Regions from separate parts of the Anser cygnoides genome. Here region 2 is linked to region 1. A link is a contact called in public Hi-C data. All regions are on one chromosome and are shown on one strand. Each heading gives the region's core, a stretch centred on a gene start, on an enhancer-like site or on the middle of the called end of the contact. The rest is flanking DNA. Distances are from core to core; before and after follow the strand shown.

The links. A called contact is a pair of places that touch in the nucleus more often than the background predicts.
Region 2: a Hi-C map of liver shows a contact between it and region 1, with 2.1 times the contacts expected there. The contact joins the promoter of LAS1L here to the promoter of LOC106045547 in region 1. A contact is called at or near these places in 2 of 7 Hi-C or Micro-C datasets (granulosa cells and liver).

The regions. Positions count from the first base shown.
Region 1 is chr13:21,655,048-21,659,958 of Taihu_goose_T2T_genome, forward strand. It overlaps LOC106045547 (collagen alpha-2(I) chain-like), which reads right to left and starts at 2,701. Exons shown (of 4, transcript XR_010834711.1): 1 at 2,570-2,701.
Region 2 is chr13:21,830,771-21,836,082 of Taihu_goose_T2T_genome, forward strand. It overlaps LAS1L (LAS1 like ribosome biogenesis factor), which reads left to right and starts at 1,344. Exons shown (of 13, transcript XM_067005039.1): 1 at 1,344-1,548; 2 at 2,206-2,331; 3 at 2,525-2,594; 4 at 3,697-3,778; 5 at 4,974-5,177. The coding sequence starts at 1,376.

The DNA of each region.
Region 1 (4,911 bases), core at 1,451-3,950:
AGCACACGGGGCCCTCAACAGCCCACCTTTGGCCGCCACCCTGCGCTTAAAGGTGGTCAATGGAAAGAGCGCGTGTGCCTGAACCGCGATGAGCGGGCACCGAGAGGCGGCCAGACCTGACCAGCGCTCACAGAGCGCTTCAGGAGGGGAGGCCCACGACGAGCACGCTCCTCGAAAGCTCCAGGAAGAATCCGAAACGACCGCAACGGGGGCCCGGCGCGAGGCCCCTCTGCTCCGGGTGGCTGCGGGGCCGGTGTCGGCGGCAGGGCCCCGCTCCGCCGCGGGGTGGCGCCGCCGCCCAACGCCAGCCCCGCGCCCCCGCCGGGGGAAGGCGCAGCGCGGCGCCGGGCCGGGCCGGGCTCGGCCCTCGAGCGGAGCGGGGCCGGCGGCGTTCGGCTCGCGCCCGTTTGGACCGGAGCGGCCGTGCGGGGAGGCTGAGCGCCTGCTCCCGAGGCGCTGACCGGGAATTCCGTCCTCGCCTTCCTCGGGAAAAGAGGGAGAGCGGCGGCGTCCTGCCGGGAGGCCAGCCGGTGGCACGCGTCCGGCACCCCTGCCCCGCGCAGCTGCTCCAGGTTGCGTCGCGTTTCTCGATCTAAACCAGGTCCTGCCCCGCGGGCCCGTCTTTGTCAAAACGCAGCCGCTAGGCAGAGGCACGGCGCCGGCTCTTCGCCTTTCCCATCGGAGCGGGCCGCTCGGCGAGCGTGCCGAAGGAGCAGCCGGCTGCCGGCGCTGCCTCGGGTGGCCGGCTGCCTGGCAGAGCCCCCGTTTCCATGACGGGCGGTGCTGTGGAAGCTGCATGGGAACATTCTTTGCAATCCTAGGCTTACGATCTCTCCAGGGAAAGAGCTGCTGCTCTGAAAAATACAAGGGCGACTTTTCAGTCTGGGGGTTGGATTTTATTTTTAAAGTCCGTGTAAAAATAATGCAAATAAAGGCTTGTGCCTGCTTGTGGAGCCCAGAAGACGGAGTGCTGGAGCAGTGGCAGAGACATTTTCCCAGGCAGCTTAGAGCAGTCCTGCTGAACAACCGCAACTGAAGTCAAAGCAGCAGCACTGAATTCTTTGCCCTGGGAATTGCCATCCTACCAGCTAAATGTGACCTTTAGTATTATTTTGTCAGCTCTAGCTGACAGTCAGTTCTGCTAGAACTTGATTAAGAAGACAAAGAAGGGCCTGGTAATTACAGTAATCTTAGGAATCTGGTTCTTGTCAACATCCCAACCAAGCAATTATCAGAACCATCACAGCCAGCTGCCTGCCTCATCCCTCCCAATCCCAACATCTCAGTTGCACATCCAAGCACAGTGTGTTTTGGAGAGCAACGCTATTCCCTGAGCTTCTATGAGCAGAGATGCTGGCAGCCTCCCATAATGGACTGGTGCCTGGTCACAGGGTATGTTCTGTGTCTGCACAAGGTTGCCTTCTTGTCAAGCACCTGTCACCTCACTGAGCTGCTGCACAGAGGTAAGCAGCAGGTGGGTTTCCCAAGCACACAAGCAGTAGCTGCCTTCCTCAGCAGAACAGCAGGGACACCAAGACAGCAAACTTGCAGAAGTGGGCTGTCTGTTCTTCTACACAACTACTGTCTCTGGTTCACGTTGGCAGGTGTAAGGAATTGCTTCCTTTACGGTTTAGGGACAAAAGTCAGGAGGGCAGTAGGGGAGATAAAAACATTTTTGCTTCTTCTAGAAAATAGGTGGATACTAGCACTGCAACCAGGGGAAGTAACTGGAGATGGTCTGGCCTTATCAGCCTCTTGCATAAACTCCTCTAAGCCACCTAAGAAGGTGCTGTCCAGTGTGGCATAAGGCTAGTGAGAGTTCCAAGAGGGAACTCACAAAGGAAAGATATACCAGAAGACCAGGGCTCTCTCTGAGTTAAGGCTTCCAACTTCGGCTCCACTGGAGATGTCTGCATTAAGTAGTGCAAGTGCTCTCTTTTTCTGACTCCTCTCTCTTAAAGAGTCCAAACAGATTGTGTTATATATTTGGGTGAGCCCTTCCTGGGCCCCTTGAGAGCAAAACATCTGAGACCTGTGCTTTATGCGACACCCAGAGATGGTCTCTGCTTCGTCGTTAACTTGATGGAGGTTATGGGCAAGAATTCCTGCATGACTTTCGCATCTCAAGAAAGGGAAATACACATTCAACCTTTCCAACTTATATTATGGGACAGAAGCAAGCAAGAGGAAGTGGACAGTCTTCACAAAGGACAGATTCAGGTGCAGAATCCATTTTGGAGGGGCAAAGCAGACTTCCAGCACATACAGACAGAGCAGCTTTGACCATCAAGACACAAAAATGAGCTCTACCATTTTCTCCTATTTGCTTAGCTCAGTTTCCTTCAGCCTGACCCAGGCAAATGTAATTCTCTTTCTCTGACAGTTATAGTCCCGTAAGTTCTGCAAGCATTTCCAGTATGGATGAGCACTGGAACAAGTTTTATGCTACTAGCGCCTCCAGAGAGGGAAAGTTTGAGGGGCAAAAGGGATAGGTGAGTGAAAGAACATGCCACACAGCCAACACTTGGAATGCAGATGAGGTGTCAACTGCAGTGCAATGTGTACTCACCACTGGAACGTCCTGCAGGAAAGGGGCTGGCAGTGGTGGCGGGGCAGAGAGGATGAGAAACAAGGTGAGGAACTGAGCTGACCCACAACCTGCTCCGTCCCAAGGAAGGAGAGCCAGCCCTAGGGGAAAGTAGTGCCCCCCTTCGGCTCTATAAATAAATGCAATCAGGTGGGTTTGTCTGAGCTTCCGAGAGCGATGGCAGCTGGCAATCACAGAGGAGCAGGGGCAGAGACACCTTATTACTCTGCAGGGACACCTGAGCTGAATCACCGACAGTATCTGCACGTCAGACTGGGGATCAGAATCCATATGAGCGCGAGGGGAGGGCGAGCAAAGGATAATGCTGATGAAATGGCAGAGTGTGCTCTGTAAGCTGCACAGCCTTGCCAATGCGTCACGCTCCTGCAGCAGACCCTGGAGCTCCCCTGCTAATCTGTGCAGGGCTCTAGCTCCCTTGCTGGGGTCCCACAAGCTCTCCTGCCCCGAGCTACCCAGAGGTCATCATGTATCCCTTCTGAGCAGTTCCTAAGTCATGCTGTCACTGGTGCAATTTGTCAATGAAAATGTTCTGCAATGTCATTTTCTCAGGGACAGAAACTCTTCATTTCTCTATTCAGGGCCACATTTTTTCACTTTAATCAATCATTTGTTCATACTGAGTGGGGCATGGTCCTCCTCATTTCATTTACTCTTTTCATTTACTTGACAAAATGAAAGGGTTCTCCAGGCTCTATATATAACATTTTTCACTTGCAAAAAAAAATGGGAAGAATAAAATAAATGCATATTTGGGATACTTTTTTTCTTTCTGTTATTGGTTCTTTGCCTTTTGCATCATGTTCCCATGAGAAAATATAAAAATCTTCCCTTACTTCACATGCTCTTACAGTTTGTTTGCTTTTTGTCTTTTAAACCTTTTCTCAGATTGTACACACACTTTCACAAACACACAGTGCGATCATAGTTTGAAAGCAAGTTTGTCTTCCCCAATGTTTTTTATTTTATATAATAAAAATTGGAAGCATTTCACTTCTGACAAAATCTCATCTTCAGCATCTCTCTCAAGCTTACGACGCACTGAAAATGTTTGACAGATTAGACCACACTGCTCCTGGACCTACCACTTACGGTCAGTACCTGCCGCACAGAACTGGCCATTGGCCTCTGTGCTGATGCTCAGCTCCCTCCGTGCAGCTCTGCAGAGAGAGCAGACGGTGCTGAGAGCACAGCTGAGAGCGCGAGTCCTCCAGCACCTGGGGGCCAGGGACACCACGGGACTGTGGCAGCCCTGGGCAGCCGCTGCTGTGATGGCCAGGGCTCAGGGCTCACCCTGCTGTGGGGCCAGTGAGCTGCTCTCCCACCTGTCCAGCTGAGACCACCAGGGGAAACTTTCTAGCAAGGAAACTCTGAACACAATGCTCCTAAGAACTTTTGCATTTAGCTGTGGGCCTGATTTAAACACAGAATCATAGAATCATAGAATATCCCGAGTTGGAAGGGACCCATAAGGATCATCGAGTCCAACATACTAGCAATAAAGTCCAAAGAGGTCCAGTAAGGCTGAAGTGGCACAATGGAGCTACTTCCCAAATATGATTTCTCATTTTCCTTCATTCCCAGCTAGACCTTATCAGGCTTTAAAGGAGAGTTTTTTCCTTCCAAATGCAAAGCTTCTTTCCTCTTAATCTCGAACCCATACTGCAACACAGCAGTGTTCTGGGAGAGCCCCCAGATAACGCAGCCTACAACCCCAAATGCAACAGGCCGTTCTCTGAGCTTTGAGGCCAAACAGCACAGCTTTGATTGTGTCCACATAATGAAATTCTTGGTACCTGGTCTCCAGCATGTGGAGGCCTTGTGGTCCTAAGACATAATCCTTAACTTTTTGTGTGTTTTCTTTCCAGTTCAAAGAGCACGAAAGAGCACGCAGCCTGTGCTGCAATCCGTCAGAGGAGTATTTTCACAGCATGAAACTGTACTGCCTATGCTGCCTTTTGGCAGTGCTTCCTGATTTATGATATTGTCCAAACAATGCTCAGGCATAATTTCAGAGAATATTAATTAGCAGCAGCTGAAACAGTGCCAGGGTGTGAGATAATAATTAAGCAGGACAGATGATCACTGGTCCAGTGCGTAAGCTCACAAGCTGACAATGTTTTGTTTAACAACATAAACATAGCCTGGCAATCAACTGATGTTGCAGGGATGTGATCGAGGCATCATGTACCTTATATATTGCTTTGCCAACTGGGACATCCAGCAGCATCAGGAAACCTTGAGCCCTCCTAAACTGCTCTTTGTTTCTTCTTTTTCAGTGACCATCAGCTGCTATATAATGATTC
Region 2 (5,312 bases), core at 94-2,593, 170 kb after region 1:
AGCTTAAGAAAGGGAAGTAAATCCGACTGGAAAAAAAACAGGTGGATACATTAATCTAGGTTACATTACATAAATCATGACCTTTGATCAAACCCCAGAACACATCTAAAACTTGTATTTATAACACACACAATACAATTCATTATGGACCAATGCAGGAAAGCAGCTGTACTGCAATTAGAATTTTACTGTATCAGCACATGCCTTTGTGTATTACTGTGTCTAAGGAGTTCCCTATCTGCTTGTTTGGATGCAGGTCCCTATTCCCCAGGCATGCAAAATGATTTTCCAAAGTGCCAATTTTTGCAAGTTACAGCTGCATGAAGAGGGCAAGGTGGCGCTCTCAGGAAGGTACTATCTGAAAGAAAATATTAACAGAAATACTTTTTCTGTGATCTCATTTACAAAACTTATTTACCACAGTAGTAGAAGGATTGGATTTTGGTCGATTTCTGCTGTGGCTCAACTTTATTTTTATCCACTGCTTTTGCTTAGGGTCTTTATTCTCCTTAGTAACAGAAAATCAATCAATCAAACAAACAAAAAAGTTCCATTTTTTATTATGATTATTAATTTTAAAAATGTTAAATTTAAATGTCATCTAATGTGATTTGACTCAGATCACACACCAAGCTCCTGGTATGGCTGAAAACCCCCACATCTTGTGTATAATACTCTGTATTTTCCAGCAGGTCTTCCTAAGTAACCAGAACCCAAGGCTTAGCTTTGCTGCTGGCAATGTCACTGCGAGCAGCTCCCATGGGCTTCCAGCTCCAGCACGTTTTTCCCATCCCACCTTGCAGTTCTGTCTTCCCCTGGCCTCTAACATAAGCATATTCCTGGGCTCGCACAAACTGCCTGACGAGAATCATAGAATCACAGAATCACAGAATAACCTGAGTCGGAAGGGACCCACAAGGATCATCGAGCCCCACTCCCGGCACCACACAAGTCGGCCCAAAATTTCAGACCATGTGACTAAGCGCACAGTCCAAACGCTTCTTAAACTGCGACAGGCTTGGTGCAGTGACTGCTTCCCTGGGGAGCCTGTTCCGGTGGGCGACCACCCTCTCGGTGAAGAGCCTCTTCCTGATGTGTAGCCTAAACCTCCCCTGCCTCAGCTTGACACCATTCCCGCGGGTCCTATCACTGGTGACTAAGGAGAACAGATCGGCGTCACTGGTGACTAGAGAGGATAGATCGGCGAGAGAACAGGCGATTAAAACAAACAAACAAACAAAAAACAAACAAAAAACCACACCACAATCCCCGCAACCCAGCGCCCTCCCGCCGCCCCTGGGCAGCCGGAAGCGGCGCGCCCCGCCCCGGGCCGGGGCGGCGGAAGCCGGGCGGGGGGCGCGGGGCGGGCGGCGGCATGGCGGGCGGGCGGCAGTGGCTGTCCGGGACCCGCAGGTGGCTGAAGCCGCTGCGGACGGTGGTGGCGTGGAGGGGCAGGGCGGAGTGGGACCAGGTGATGGTGGGGCTGTACTGCGGGGACGGCCGGCTGCAGCAGGAGGCGTTGGATCGGGTCTCGGCCTGGAAGAGCCGGTACGGGCCGCGCGCCGGCGTGGAGCGGGAGCGGGGAGCGGCCCTGCGGGGCCGTCGCTGCCTCCCGGGCCGCCCCCTGCGGTCCCTGAAGCGGCCGTGCCGGCTGCGCGCCCCGGGCTGCTCCGGCACGGCCTGTCGGGGCCGCAGGGCCGGCCGCAGCGGCGTGCGCAGCCGCGGGCGCCTCGTCCTGCGGGGCCCCGTCTCTGGGCAGTCGCCTTCGGACACGCGGATGGCGCCGGTAATAGCGCGGCGCCTCGGGCGCGGGGGGAGGAAGAAGCCCTGCGTGTCCGCAGCTTCCCGGACTCGTTCCGCTCAGGACAGTGCGGCGCTCTGAGCGCGTCCGGGGTCCCCACGTCGCTTTACTTTGTGTTGCCTCTGCTGCACCGTAAAGGAATCCGGTCCAGTTATAGCGACTCGTGCTGTATGAGTGACATGAGTGCTGACGTTTGGCATGTCAGTAGGTACTCATTTAACCTGCCTAGGAGCAGCCGTGTAATCACTGTTCCAATTAAAAGTCTTCTGGAAGAAGCCTTACTGTCTGCATACCTGTTCTCAGGCTGCTTAGTACCACAAAGCACAAAAAGTATTGTGAAGGCTACCCTTTTTGTAGGGGGAGTGTATTCTTGTGAGGCTGCTCATCATTTCTTTAATTTCTAGGTATGGCCCCAAAATGCCTCTTGCAGTGGATTGTACTGCCGAACTGATTCGTTGCAAGGTTCTGGATTCATCTGGCAGACTGAGGTCACACGAGCTCATCCTGTCCTATGGTCTGGCCCTTGTAAGGTAGGACTCTGAAGGCCTCTGTCCTGCAAGGAAAAGAGAGATCTGGACAGAGAGCATTATTCAGCTGTCTTATTTCACTTTAGGTCTCTGAGACCCCAGTGTTGTATGGTTTGTGGGGGATTTGTCTCTGGGGTTCCAAGTTTCTTTGCAGCTTTTGATAAAGTTATTTATCTTTTCTGTAACCTGCATGCAGATTTGTCAACTTGATCACAGAAAGGAAACAGAAAATGGTCAGCATTCCGCTGAGACAATTAGCCATAGAGGTAAATATTTAATAAAAGTTAACCAATAACTTATATATATACAGAGAGCACGTACATTGACTATTAATAACATTAGGAGGAGTTGTCAGGGTCATTCTTTCGTAAGCAAAATAATGGATACGGATGCCTGTACTCTCCAACTGCAAAGCTTTGAAGACGCTTGATGTTCTTTAAAGTCAAATTAGGAGTAACAACGGCTGATGATGTTCACTAAAACATTTTGAATCCTGTGTGATTGAATCTTTAGATGCAAATAGTCCCACTTGACATATATGCCACCTGTTTTTATTACTGAGAGATGGAAAAAGAGCTAAGTCTATAGTTTATAAATTCAATTCTTTGAGAACCAAGATAATGCATTAATAGCACTTAGTTATATTTGCAGGTATTTTCATCTTGTCATTCTCAGTTGTTTAAGGTGAGCTTCTGTTTGGAGGATGGAACATTCAAGGTGTAGTAGTAACTTGAGTCCTTTTATTGCCAGCTGCACTGAGCATCGTTTCTGGGTTTGAACAGCAAATTTTGACAGGGATGAGCAGATAGTATTTGAGACTCCTAGATATGCAGCCTTGTCCAATGACTCTATATGGGGATGGAGAATTGTTTTCTGTTTGTTTTTTAAGAAAACTGCTGCTACTCACTTTTTAACACTGATCAAACTTGCAAATAGAGACCTTTAATAATTAAAGTCAGTTATCCGTGGGAAAAATGCAAATACAACTTACAGTATATATGATTTGAGTATTTTGTATGATATGATCATATCTTCATTACAAACTGTCATCCAGAATGTTTCATCAGTTTAAATACAGTTTAACTGGTTGATACATCATTAAGTTACACATAGTGCCTCTGACTGAAAAGACAGCTGTTGTTGCAAGAAAAGTTGAAAAACTTAAACTGCAAAATCCGGCGTTTGTATGGATGCTAGGCCCCAGGAGGACCGGGGTCAGAGAGGAGGGGTCTCAGCCCACCCTTGAAAGGGGAAGCTAGAGTAGTTGTTCCCACTCGGGAAGAGGTTGTCTGCAGCCTTGCAGAGCTGCGTACGGTTGGACCCGATGCCGTGGGAGTTTTGTGGTGATGCCTGTAGCTGCTATTGCAGGTGGATATCCCCATCTGGGTCGTGGATCTCCGCCATGAGCTGACCCACGGGAAGCTGCCCCGCCTGGCTCTGTGCCGCAAGGGTGAGTGCCACTGTCGGATGGTGTGGGAGGGCCTTGCCTGCAGTGCACTCGGGCAGCGGTGTCCCCTTAGGCCGCATCACAACAGGTACAGAGCCCTGAGGGGAGCAGCCCTCCCTGCTGGGGCCCTGCTGAGCGGGCTGGGGGCTCATCCTCATGGGGAGAGTTGTGGTGTGAAATGCCTGTGACAGTGTGCCGCAGCCTTGTGGGGATAGCTGAAGCGTGCCCGTTGAGGAGCATGCAGAAAAGGAGGGGAAACCAAGGCTGTGGAGGGGATGTTGCTCTTCACTCTCCCCTGCCTTGTGTTGTTGGGAGAGGTGGGGCAGAATCCCAGTTTTTGGGAAGGGGAAAGTGCAACTGGATGTAGCCAACGTTAGGCTTTCAAAAAGGACTGGAGGTTCTCTAACTGTGGGAAGGAATGACCTTCCATTTATTTGATGGGGCAGGTGTTCAGACACTTTCTCCTTCCCCTGAAAAAAAAATACTGGAAACAGTAGTTCAGCCCTATTGTTTCTTTACAGCACATAAAGTTCATGTCAGGGAAGGAGGTGAATGCTTTTCCTGATGGTTTAGATGTACCCAAGACTGTTAAAAAAATCAGTTTAGGGGGAGATGCAGTAGGTCACACAACCCTGAATAAATGACCAGCTCATAGCCTATGAAGGAATTCCTGGGAATTTGGGGTTAAACACTGAGGAGCCAGAGACATAACCTTCGGCAGGGTCCTAAATTGAACTTGGTAGCAAAATAGTGATGGGATAAAAGGGTTTCTCTTTCCATTCTATCTAAGGTATGCCTACTGTAGTCTGCACCAAAAAAAAAATATTTTTGCTTTAGACATTGTGTTGATAATAGGGCTATAAAATAATTGACTTGTTTTCTCATCAGAATGCCACTGCTGGGACTTAGTTTCCGCTTAAATGTGGTGTAGCTTGAGTAAGGAGTGTCCAATCTGTTTTGTTGCCAAAAAGGCAGTGGGTAGGTGTTACCAGGGCTGCAATACTGTATTGTGTGGGTTTTTGTTTTGTTTTGTTTTTCTAAACTCACTCACCTTTTCATTAATAGAATTGTATGTGATTTCAGGGTTTGTTAATGGTGTTTCTTTTCACAATGCAAGTTAGCAATATGCCACCTGCATTTTTTGTTAAATAGGAAAGTAAACCTCACTGAGAAGAGAGTGTTTTATGTTCTCCGTTAGGTTGTGATGTTGTGCTGGACTGGCTACGAAAGACATATTGGAGCCGTCAGTTGGGCAATAATTTGTGTGAAGAAAGTGAGGAGGAGGAGGAGGAGGAGGAAGAGGAGCAGGAAGCGATGGAAGCAAACACAGAATTGGACAATGACACATGGGAGGTTCAAACCCCACAGCATGAGGCCTGTCAGAAGCACAAGGAATTCCATGGTAGGTGTCCCTGGAACAATAGCAGATAAAAAGAATTAGATCTGTCCCGTCCTAGCAAAACAGTATTATCTTTGATCCCTGACAATGGATAAAGGTATACCTTCAGTTCACATTTTGGGATTGCTTTTTGGATCT